Linked DNA regions of Sus scrofa: regions 1 and 3 are each linked to region 2. A link is a contact called in public HiChIP or PLAC-seq data. All regions are on one chromosome and are shown on one strand. Each heading gives the region's core, a stretch centred on a gene start, on an enhancer-like site or on the middle of the called end of the contact. The rest is flanking DNA. Distances are from core to core; before and after follow the strand shown. Region 1 has its middle 140 kb from the start of LY86. Region 2 has its middle 24 kb from the start of RREB1. Region 3 has its middle 180 kb from the start of RREB1.

Region 1 (3,227 bases), core at 252-2,751, 240 kb before region 2:
TAAATATAGTTCTTTATACTAGACTTCCCATCAGGGAAATTGAGAAATATTGAATTTTTTTTGTCTTTTTTTGTCTTTCTCAGGCCACACCCGTGGCATATGGAGGTTCCCAGGCTAGGGGTCACATCAGACCTGTAGCCGCCGGCCTACACCACAGCCACAGCAACGCAGGATCCTTAACCCACTGAGCGAGGTCACAGATCGAACCCGCAACCTCATGGTTCCTAGTCGGATTTGTTAACCACTGAGCCACAATGGGAACTCCAGAAATACTGATTTTTATAGAAAAAAATGAAAACCTGTACTGGCCTGTGAAAAATATAAAATCCAGATTTCCCCTCAATCCATCCGTGTGGAGGAACTTTTTAGGAGGCCTCCAGGCAAGTCGTGGTGTGAGATGCGCCACAGAGTTCATATTAACATACAAAACTTTCAACTGGATGAGGGCAGGAGAGAACTAACCAGAGAAAACTGAAGATACACCCTCTGCTGTTACATGCGGAAGGCTTCCTGCCAGCAGGTGTATGTGCGTTTGCATGTATATGAATATGTATATACCTGCCTATATATTATGGATGTATATGGAAGTGTGTATGTTTGTGTACACACCTGTATTATGTATTGATGTGTCTGCATGTGAGTGTATTCATGCGTATGTGTGCGTGTGTATGCATGTGTATTGTGTTCATATGCGTGTAGGTACTTGTGTGTGTACATGTGTATTCATGTGTGCATGTGTGTACATGTATATGTATGCATGTATATGTTACTATGTATCTCTGTGTACATGTGTACATGTGTGTATTGTTTGTGTGGGTGTGTATGGGTGTACGTGTGTGTGCATGTGTGTTGCATGTGCATGCACGTGTGTGCAGATGTGTGCTGCGTGTGTCTGTGTTGAGGGTCAGAGGCACAGCCCTCTTAGGTACCACATGTCTTTCGCCATCATTCCTTCCAAAACAGGAAAAAGCCTCAGGCGAGCCACGCAGGCCTCAGAAACCTTGCGCTTCTGTCTCGGGTTCCGCCTGCGGGATTACCCCAGAGCGCCGCCGAGGCCGCGAAGCCCCGGCCCGCATCACCCACGGCAGCTCGGGCCTGAAGCAGGTGTGGCAGCGACACAGGTGGTTGGTTTGTCAGGGTCAGATTGGCACATCTCTAGCCTAGGGCTCTAGGGGAACGTTTAGATGTCGTTTCAGGGGTACGGTGTTCAGCTCCCCGGCGTCAAAGGCAGGCCCCTGCACGCTTCCCTCCCACATCCTGGTCTGGTGGGAGGGGAGAGGGCAAAGGGAAGGCGAGGAAGGAGGGAGGAGGGAGGGAGGGGGGAGGGGGAGCGAGAGGGGTGGGGCAGTGGGCGGGGAGGGAATGAGGGGGGCTGTCCTGCAGCCTTTCCGACTCGCCCCAGAAACCCCTTCTCAGGCACACGGGACTCCCCCGGCCCAGCCCTGGGAATCAGCCTTGTTTACCCAGCTCAGGGCGCTCCCTTTGCAGTTGCTATAGCAACCACCAGGGGTCAGTTTATAGAAGGAGACTCAGCGCTCCAGCTCCGTGCGGAGCCCAGCTGAAAACAATAGACCGGGACACCCGGGAAGGAAGCACATTGAAAACTTTGCCAGGAGCAGAAGCATCGCTCAGAGCAGAAGATATCCCTCGGCGATGCCGCGTTTCTTCTTTGCCGCTAGAGCTATTCTAGAACAGCGGAGGGGAGAGTGGGTCTAATCATTGCATCTTCCAGATTTTCCCCTCCCACCCTCTGCCACCCTTCCGCCCCCCGGCCCTCATGGCCTGAAGGCAGATGTTAGGAGTTGAGGTAACAAGGGCCGCTGACGGGGTTCATTTAAAGTGATAACTTCATTCATATAAGGTATTCACTGAGGATCAGAGAGATCCTTACAAACTCATTTTTCCGTCTTTCTCATGGGGACGGAGGCAGCAGCCACAAGAACCGCGGGCTCATCTAGAGGTGCAAGCCAAACAAAATGGAACAGAGAGCATGCTGGGAATCTCTCAGGATGCAGGATGCTAGGATGCTGTCCAGTGAAGACTTTCCAGCTCTAACCCGACTAGCCAACCAGATCTAGCAAATTTTAAAAGTACAGGGTGCCCAATTAAATGAGATTTTCAGATAAACAACAAATGGATTTTTACAAGCCTATCCCACGAAATCTTTGGGCTATCTATAGCGGAAGCTGAATTTAACCCAACCCTATTCTAATCCTCCTCATTACCGCTGCCTCCGGGAAAAAAAGCACGACACGTGAGTTCGTCCTCTGCGGCCAATCATGTGCCAGATCACCGTTTAGGGTGATCTGATCCTTGGACTATCCTGCCGACAGTGGAAAAATGAAAAGGCATTGTTTACCTGAACGTAAATAGTACACCAGAGGCAGGTCAACTGCCCATGGGCGGGCGAGGCTCCTGACCGTCGTCCCTCAGATCTAAACACCTGCTCTAGGAGTTTGATGGCTCAAAAGGAAAGAATCCAGTGCTGGTATGACTTTGACTTTTTCACAAAGTGTAAAAGTCAGCTTCCTAAAGAATAATGGTTCTTATTTCTTTGACAGGAAAAGCATTTTTTTTTCTTGGCCGTGGCCATGATCCCTCGGAAGTTCCTGGCTCAGGGATTGAACCCCTATCACACCAGCAACCGGAGCCACTGCAGTGACAACACCAGACCCTTAACCTGCTAGGCTGCCAGGGAACTCCAGGAAAAGCATTTTTAATGAGTTTTTTGTTTGTTTGTTTTTGTTTTGCCCAGGAATAAATGACTTTGGCTTCCCAGTGTTAGGCGGGGGAAACTGGAGTGGAAAAGACACTCAGGGGAGCTGGTAGGCGGTCTCTGTCCATGGGGTCCTCTGTGGTTTGGGGGCCTGGGCACTCACGTCCACAGTGAGAAAGCAGCATCGGCTTTAGCAAAGTCACCCTCTGCCCAGCTCGCCTTTGGCTCAGGTTTTGCTGCTTCATCACCAAGGCGAGGCCGGCCCCAAGAAAGCTGTGCCGACTTTCGTAGAACTTCTGGAAAACCCAGACCTCTGGTTGTAAGGCCTGCGGAACCTGTGGAAGCTCTGCCTCTGGTCTGACCTTAAACCCCAGGAACCTAAAGCTTAAGGCGAATAAGTCAAGAAGCATAAAAGCGACATGAAAACAAAGCAAAGAGGAACAACAAGAGGCTCCGTGACGCCCCTGCCAAGTCAGACTGCAAGGTTCCCGCAGCTCACATCCCAAACACG
Region 2 (2,842 bases), core at 218-2,717:
GTGCACGAGTCTGGAATCTTTCCGAAGCCTCGGGAACAGGGACTAAGTCTCTTCTAAGTGGGGAAGCACACGTGCACACGCGGCCACAGAGAGTCGTCACTTCAGGATGGAATCGGGGCCTCTGCTGGCCAGATTTCTGAGTTGCATACTGTGCTCATCGTTCTATAATTTGAAACCCCCATCATCATCGGGCACCTGAGGACGTGTTCAGAGGTAGCTGGTCACGGGCGCCTGTGCATGGGGAACAGCCACTGATCCGATGTCTGAATTCAAAATGTGCCTCTGGACCACTTTCCCCTGGAAGGTTTCTTCCCCTGAAAAATGACTTGCTATAATTAGCGCCCCCCCCCCAAGCCGGCTTGCTGTGCCCGGGCTCTTTCGCCTTCTCACATTCCTGCCTGCCCCGCTCCCCAGCGATGCAAAGCTGCGGCCCTCTTGGCCTCCATCTCCTGGCCTGCTTATCAGCTGTCCTTAACCTTTGTCCTGTTAGCTTGGTGGCGCTTTGGTGCACTCCGGTGCAGCAGGGAAACAGTACCTCTGTGCTCAGGACAGCGTCCTCTTTCATCCAGCCGCTCTCCTAACCACGGCTAACTCTCGCCCCTGCGGTTACATCGGGGGCCCGTCTCCACTTTCTCGACCCAGGTGTCTTCGTTTGCCTTTGGGAAAGAAAGAAGGGCCATTTCAGTCAGGGCTTCACAGCTGGGTGTGTTTTCAGCTAGCATCTTGGAAGATGGGCTGCCAGCATCTTTCTGCCACCTGGCCTTTCTAGCCCTCTCACTTCCTGTCCTCATGGCATTCAGCAGACCCGGGCAGTTCGGCGAGCAAGTTCCTTTTGTTGGTCTGCTTTAACGTCAGCGCCTTTAAAGAGAGTCTGAATCCTTATTTCAAGTAGGGGCCCAGCTGTTGGAGGGACCCCGCTGGTGTTAACAGAGGTGCTCAAATGAGAACTGGGGGGATTCAACCTTTTGCAAAATGGGAGCATACATCCGCCTCCACCCGCCGACCCCGTGGCTCAGGATTGAGTCAGGGCTCTTGGGACACATTAACTTTCTTTTGTATCCAGCTTAACCATCCAGACCTGTTTCCAGCACAGATTTTTGTGGCTCTGACACCCCTACCTACCCTCAGCATTCAGAAAGCTAAGAAGAGCCTGCCTGTGGGGGTGTCCTCAGCTGCTTAGAACATGGTAGGGCAGGACCAGCCAGGCATCCAGCAACTCGAGTTCCCGGAAAGCTTAGAGAGGCGGGAGGTGGAAGGGAGGCAGGGGGAGACTTGGGGAAGCGTCTGTGCCTGTTTGCACCCCAGCCTGCTGGCCACTGAAGTGCCATCTCCTCTTCCCCCGACTTCTGTTATCTAGGGACGGGCTGTCACCAGACCCCCAGGGAGCCTGGCGTGGGGGGGGCGCCTCCGGGAACCTGCAGCCTGGCCCCGCCTCCTGATGGCCCCGCCTCCTGATGACGCAGCAGCCCCTGGAGGTGCTCGCACAGCCACGTGGCCTTGCCAAGGGCTTTCTGGCTGCTGTGAGCACCTTGTCAAGGGCTTTCCGACTGCTGTGACCTTTCAGGTTTCAAGCAGGGAGATTTCTCAGCCCTGGGAGCCGGGGGGCGGGGCGGGGGGGGGGGGGCCTGAGGACAAGTCCCAGCTTCATGCAGCTTTGGATGTTCAGCGGTCACATCTCTCTGACCCCAGCCGCCTCCAACGCAGGAGGACTGTGAGTTAGGTGCGCCCATGCGTGTAGCAGAGCCATCAGTCCCCGCAAGCATTTGAAACCATCTCTGCAGGCCTCCTCTTTCGAGGCCGCAGCACCTGCCAGGATTAGCACCTGAGCCGCAGTCCCATAACTACCAGCGCCTCTCCAACCCTGACCTGGTTTTGAGACATTGTCATTTGTAGACCCCGTTATACCCAACTGTGACCGAACTTGCTGGAACAACTCAGCAGTTCCCAGCACAGCCCGGCCTTTCCCAGCCTCCACCTTGAACCTGCTTCTCTTCTGCCACACGGTCTGAGAGTTAAAAACTCATCAATGAATCTTTCACTTTCAGTGTGCGCTTCCTGAATGAGTCGTAACTTCGATTTTTTTCTTTTTCCCTAACTTTGCTCTCTGATCTCAAGGGCCACATCTGACAGAATGCTCTTTTTTTTGGTTTTGTTTTTTTTTTTAGGGTTGTTTTTTTTTTTAAAGGGTGGGTGTTTTTTGTTTTTTTTAACATCTCTTTATTAATCAAAATGACTTCGGTTTGAAGGAAGCACCTTACACAGAACTCATTTAGAAGATTAGAGCTGTTTGTGAGAACGTGAATGTAGCTGATTATCCTTTTTATATGTAAAAAAACTGGCAAGCCGTTTAAACCTTTTTCCTCCTGGTAACTTAGAAAAAAAATCAGCCAAGGTACTTGAATTTTGTCACCTTTCTTTTTCCCTCCTTGTGCCAGGATAAAGATGTCGTAGAAACTTTGGGGTGCCACCCTCCTGCTCCACGCTTTTGGTAGGAGAATAAGTGGCTTTTTCCTTGAGAGGAGGGTTGTGCAGCCTGTGTCTGAGCTATTCTCTTGCAAATCCCTGGGGGTACTTAGTGGCAAAGTCTGACTAGCCACGCTCCTTGATTTCCTTTGAACAAGGGGAGTGACTTGCTCTTTTTCTGCCCAGCCCTCACGCTGAAAAAATCCGGTAGGTGGCCAGAGAGTCTTTAGAAGACTAAAGACAGCTTCCGAGAGCCACTGGACCAGGTTTTAAAAAGAAAAGTGTGCTTGGATCTTTGTCCCAGCGCACAATGCAGGAGGGGCTGAATGGGACCGGGCTTGGGGACAGGTGACTTAAATTAGACAAGTTACACATTGAC
Region 3 (2,875 bases), core at 18-2,517, 150 kb before region 2:
CCAAGGGGTTTAAAATAAATGCTTTCTGACGGAAAGGATGATAGAGATTCCTGTTATTCACCAGCGTGCCTGGCGATTGAGCTGCTCCAGGTCTCACGGCTGGGCCCCTGCAGTGTTAATCTCATGAGCTCCCGCCCCGCTCCCGAGAGAGGCTTACAGGGCCGGTCGGGAGGCCTTCGCCAGCCCAGGCTGTCCCAGGTCTCTGCGACCTTGGAATGCAGAGAGCCCTGCGGGGCCGGCCTCAGGGTCTCCATCTGAAAAGAGGATGGCTAACAAAAAACCAGGAGTAGAGCGGATGCGTGGAGCTTTGGGGCAGCGAGCCCTGGATGCAGATTCAGTACTGACGTGAAATGGTCCTCAGAGCCCCATCCGCAGGCCCTTCAGGGAAAGCAGCATCCTTCTTGCCCGTTGTCTTTAACACACCGCCGGAAGCAAAATGCTGGCGGACCTGGCACCTCCCCATGACGCCTTCTGAAGCCCCCCCACCCGCGATGCTCAGCCTTCCTCTCCACTGAGCCCTGGGCAACCTCGGCCGCACCGGGGAGCCTGTGAGGAAGGCAGAGTCTCCTGGACCCGTGTGAAAAGAACGCGGGGAAGGAGGCTCTGAACAAAACTCGGCGGGAAAACACAGGCCCTGACCACCTCGCACCTCCATCCTTGCCCCCGTATCGTTCGGCCTGAGCTTTCGGTTTGGTGCGAGGTGGAGGACATGGGCACAGCTGGCAGATAAGCTGGAGATTCGTGTGCCAGGGGTGACGTCAAAGGAAGCTGCTCCTGGGAGGCGACCCTCCGTGGGTCTGTTCTGTCTCTGCTGGTGTCGCAGGCAGAGGCAGGGACTGCCCTCGCTCCCGCTTGTCCTTCCAAGGATGTCTGCACAGAGACCGGCCTTCGAAGACAGAGGGGGCGTCTCCCGCTGGAGCACAGGGCTGGCTTGTTTGCCGTCTAGTACCAGAGGTGGTCTGTCCCCAGGCTAAGGTTGCAGGTAGTGTAGAGCCCATTATAAAAAGCTGGGGTTTCCTACACCCGGCTGCTGTCCTGTGTCTTGCTCCACTGCGTGCAGAGGGCCCCCCTGGCCCTCTCTGCCCACCCTGTGGGCTGGGGCTTGGGGGCCCGGCACAAGAACACGATGACACCCTGGCTACTGCCATCACTACAAGCATTAAACTGTCCTCTGACTCTCATCCCCAAGTCTCATACCCTTTGCCGGCGGCCCTGAAGCTGTCACAGGCTAACTTGTTAACTCTGCAAAATCTCCAGACCTTCCCGGCGCTGGACAGTCGCCACGTAATGAACAGTTAAGGACGCTCGGCATCAGCTCCGTTCTTGTCCCGGCCAGACGATCGGCCTGCAATGCAAAGCTGCCCAATCGAGTTCTTGTCTCCAAGTAAACCGTCCTTAAATGGTTAAAGAGAAGACAATCCGTCATTTAAAAAACGTTTACATGTTCTATATAATCGCTGCCAATCTAATATTCAAAGGGTTTTCATGCAGATTCTGCGTAGCTCTAGAGAAATGAGCTGAGAGGCCCAAAAATGCCCCCTTAATGTAAAAGGAAAAGCAAATTTCAGCCACTAGAGCGAAGCAAAAATGAGTCAGCTTGGAGGAAGTAGGTTCAGTGCCAGGCTAGATGAGCACTTGTGGGAGCTTAATGGCAGAACGAGATTGGACTAGATGACTGCAAAGATTCCTTCAAATCTAAGACGCTACCGTGAAGGAGGCTGTTTCAGCGGGACGTCTGCTCAGATGCGCACCCCAAGGAGCAGAGGGGAGCCCGCAGATCCGGCCGCAATCCCACGGCACCCGGTAGGACGATCGTGGGCTCCGTCTTAACGAAGGCCTTTCTCATGCAGAAGCGCAGCCAAGTCTGGCTCACCCAGACGTGAGCTGGGGCTGGAGAATTCGTGCCAACCACGTCCACCAGGGAACTGGTTTACAAACCAGGGAGCCAATGCCTAACGCTTCGAGCAAAAGACGAGGTCTTCCAGTGACTGCCATCTTCTGGTCCAGCATACGGCCCACCCTCCCTCTCCCCAGCAGCTCGGTTCTAACGAAACCAAATGAACAGCCAGTTGTTTGTCTGAGCCACCAGACCAAGAGAAAGGGACGGAAAGGCCTGGAACTCAAGTCATCTGAGGGGTGCATTAGGCGATTACATCAGAGGCTGGTGAAACCTCTCCTCCCCAGGGAGGAAGAGATTTTGCAGCAGCCAGAGTGTTGGCAATGTCACCTTTGACAGAGATGGAAACACTCAGAGATTCTTCGTTTCCTCCTCCCTTTCCAGACCCCAAGAGGCCATCGGTCTACTGCTTTTTTTTTTTTTTTTTTTTTTTTTTTTTTTTTTTTTTTTTTTTTTTTTTTTTTTTTTTTTTTTTTCGCTATGTCCACTTTGAGCTAGCCCAACGCAGGCCACGGATCACTGCTTGATACGTAGCAATGTTACCATGGAGGACGGTTTAGCGATCGTTAATGCCGGTTAATCCTCTTTCTTAAGATGCCGAAGGAAATACCTTCGTTGCATCAGTAGTAAACGTGTATGAGGCACCCATCAGAAGTTCCAGGGCAGGGATCAAATCCGAGCCACGGCAGTGACAATGCCAGATCCTTAGCCCACCAAGGCGCCAGGGACCTGCGACCCACTGGCTCAGTTTCTCAGTCCCAGCTCGACCCTCTCCTAGCTGGGGTCCTGTACAGGATCACTGAACATCTAGAAGCCCCAGCTTCCTCGTCTGGAAGAGAGGACACCACCTCCTCATGGAGATCCACACTCACACACGGACCGCTGGGAAGCACACACACCAGATACTTAAGCAGAGAGGCACGGAAGCATCTTAAAGAAGCTGATCTCGGAGCTGGGTCTGGAGGGATGAGAAGGTGC

The links. HiChIP or PLAC-seq counts read pairs in DNA pulled down with a chosen protein or histone mark.
Region 1: a contact with region 2 is called in an H3K27ac HiChIP or PLAC-seq map of skeletal muscle, with 5 times the contacts expected there. The contact joins two enhancer-like sites. A contact is called at or near these places in 1 of 47 Hi-C or Micro-C datasets (embryonic fibroblasts) and 2 of 2 datasets of contacts at active chromatin or transcription factors (alveolar macrophages and skeletal muscle).
Region 3: an H3K27ac HiChIP or PLAC-seq map of skeletal muscle shows a contact between it and region 2. The contact joins two enhancer-like sites. A contact is called at or near these places in 2 of 2 datasets of contacts at active chromatin or transcription factors (alveolar macrophages and skeletal muscle).

What each region holds. Positions count from the first base shown.
Region 1 is chr7:4,244,995-4,248,221 of Sscrofa11.1, forward strand. No RefSeq gene overlaps it. Among named protein-coding and RNA genes, the nearest start is that of LY86, 140 kb to the left of the region's middle. Within about 2 kb of position 1,502, at least 16 of the 83 cell types and tissues checked have an H3K27ac peak or open chromatin away from gene starts, as enhancers often do. A contact at or near this core is called in skeletal muscle, where this site is marked.
Region 2 is chr7:4,486,369-4,489,210 of Sscrofa11.1, forward strand. No RefSeq gene overlaps it. Among named protein-coding and RNA genes, the nearest start is that of RREB1, 24 kb to the right of the region's middle. Within about 2 kb of position 1,468, at least 26 of the 83 cell types and tissues checked have an H3K27ac peak or open chromatin away from gene starts, as enhancers often do. A contact at or near this core is called in skeletal muscle, where this site is marked.
Region 3 is chr7:4,331,919-4,334,793 of Sscrofa11.1, forward strand. No RefSeq gene overlaps it. Among named protein-coding and RNA genes, the nearest start is that of RREB1, 180 kb to the right of the region's middle. Within about 2 kb of position 1,268, at least 13 of the 83 cell types and tissues checked have an H3K27ac peak or open chromatin away from gene starts, as enhancers often do. A contact at or near this core is called in skeletal muscle, where this site is marked.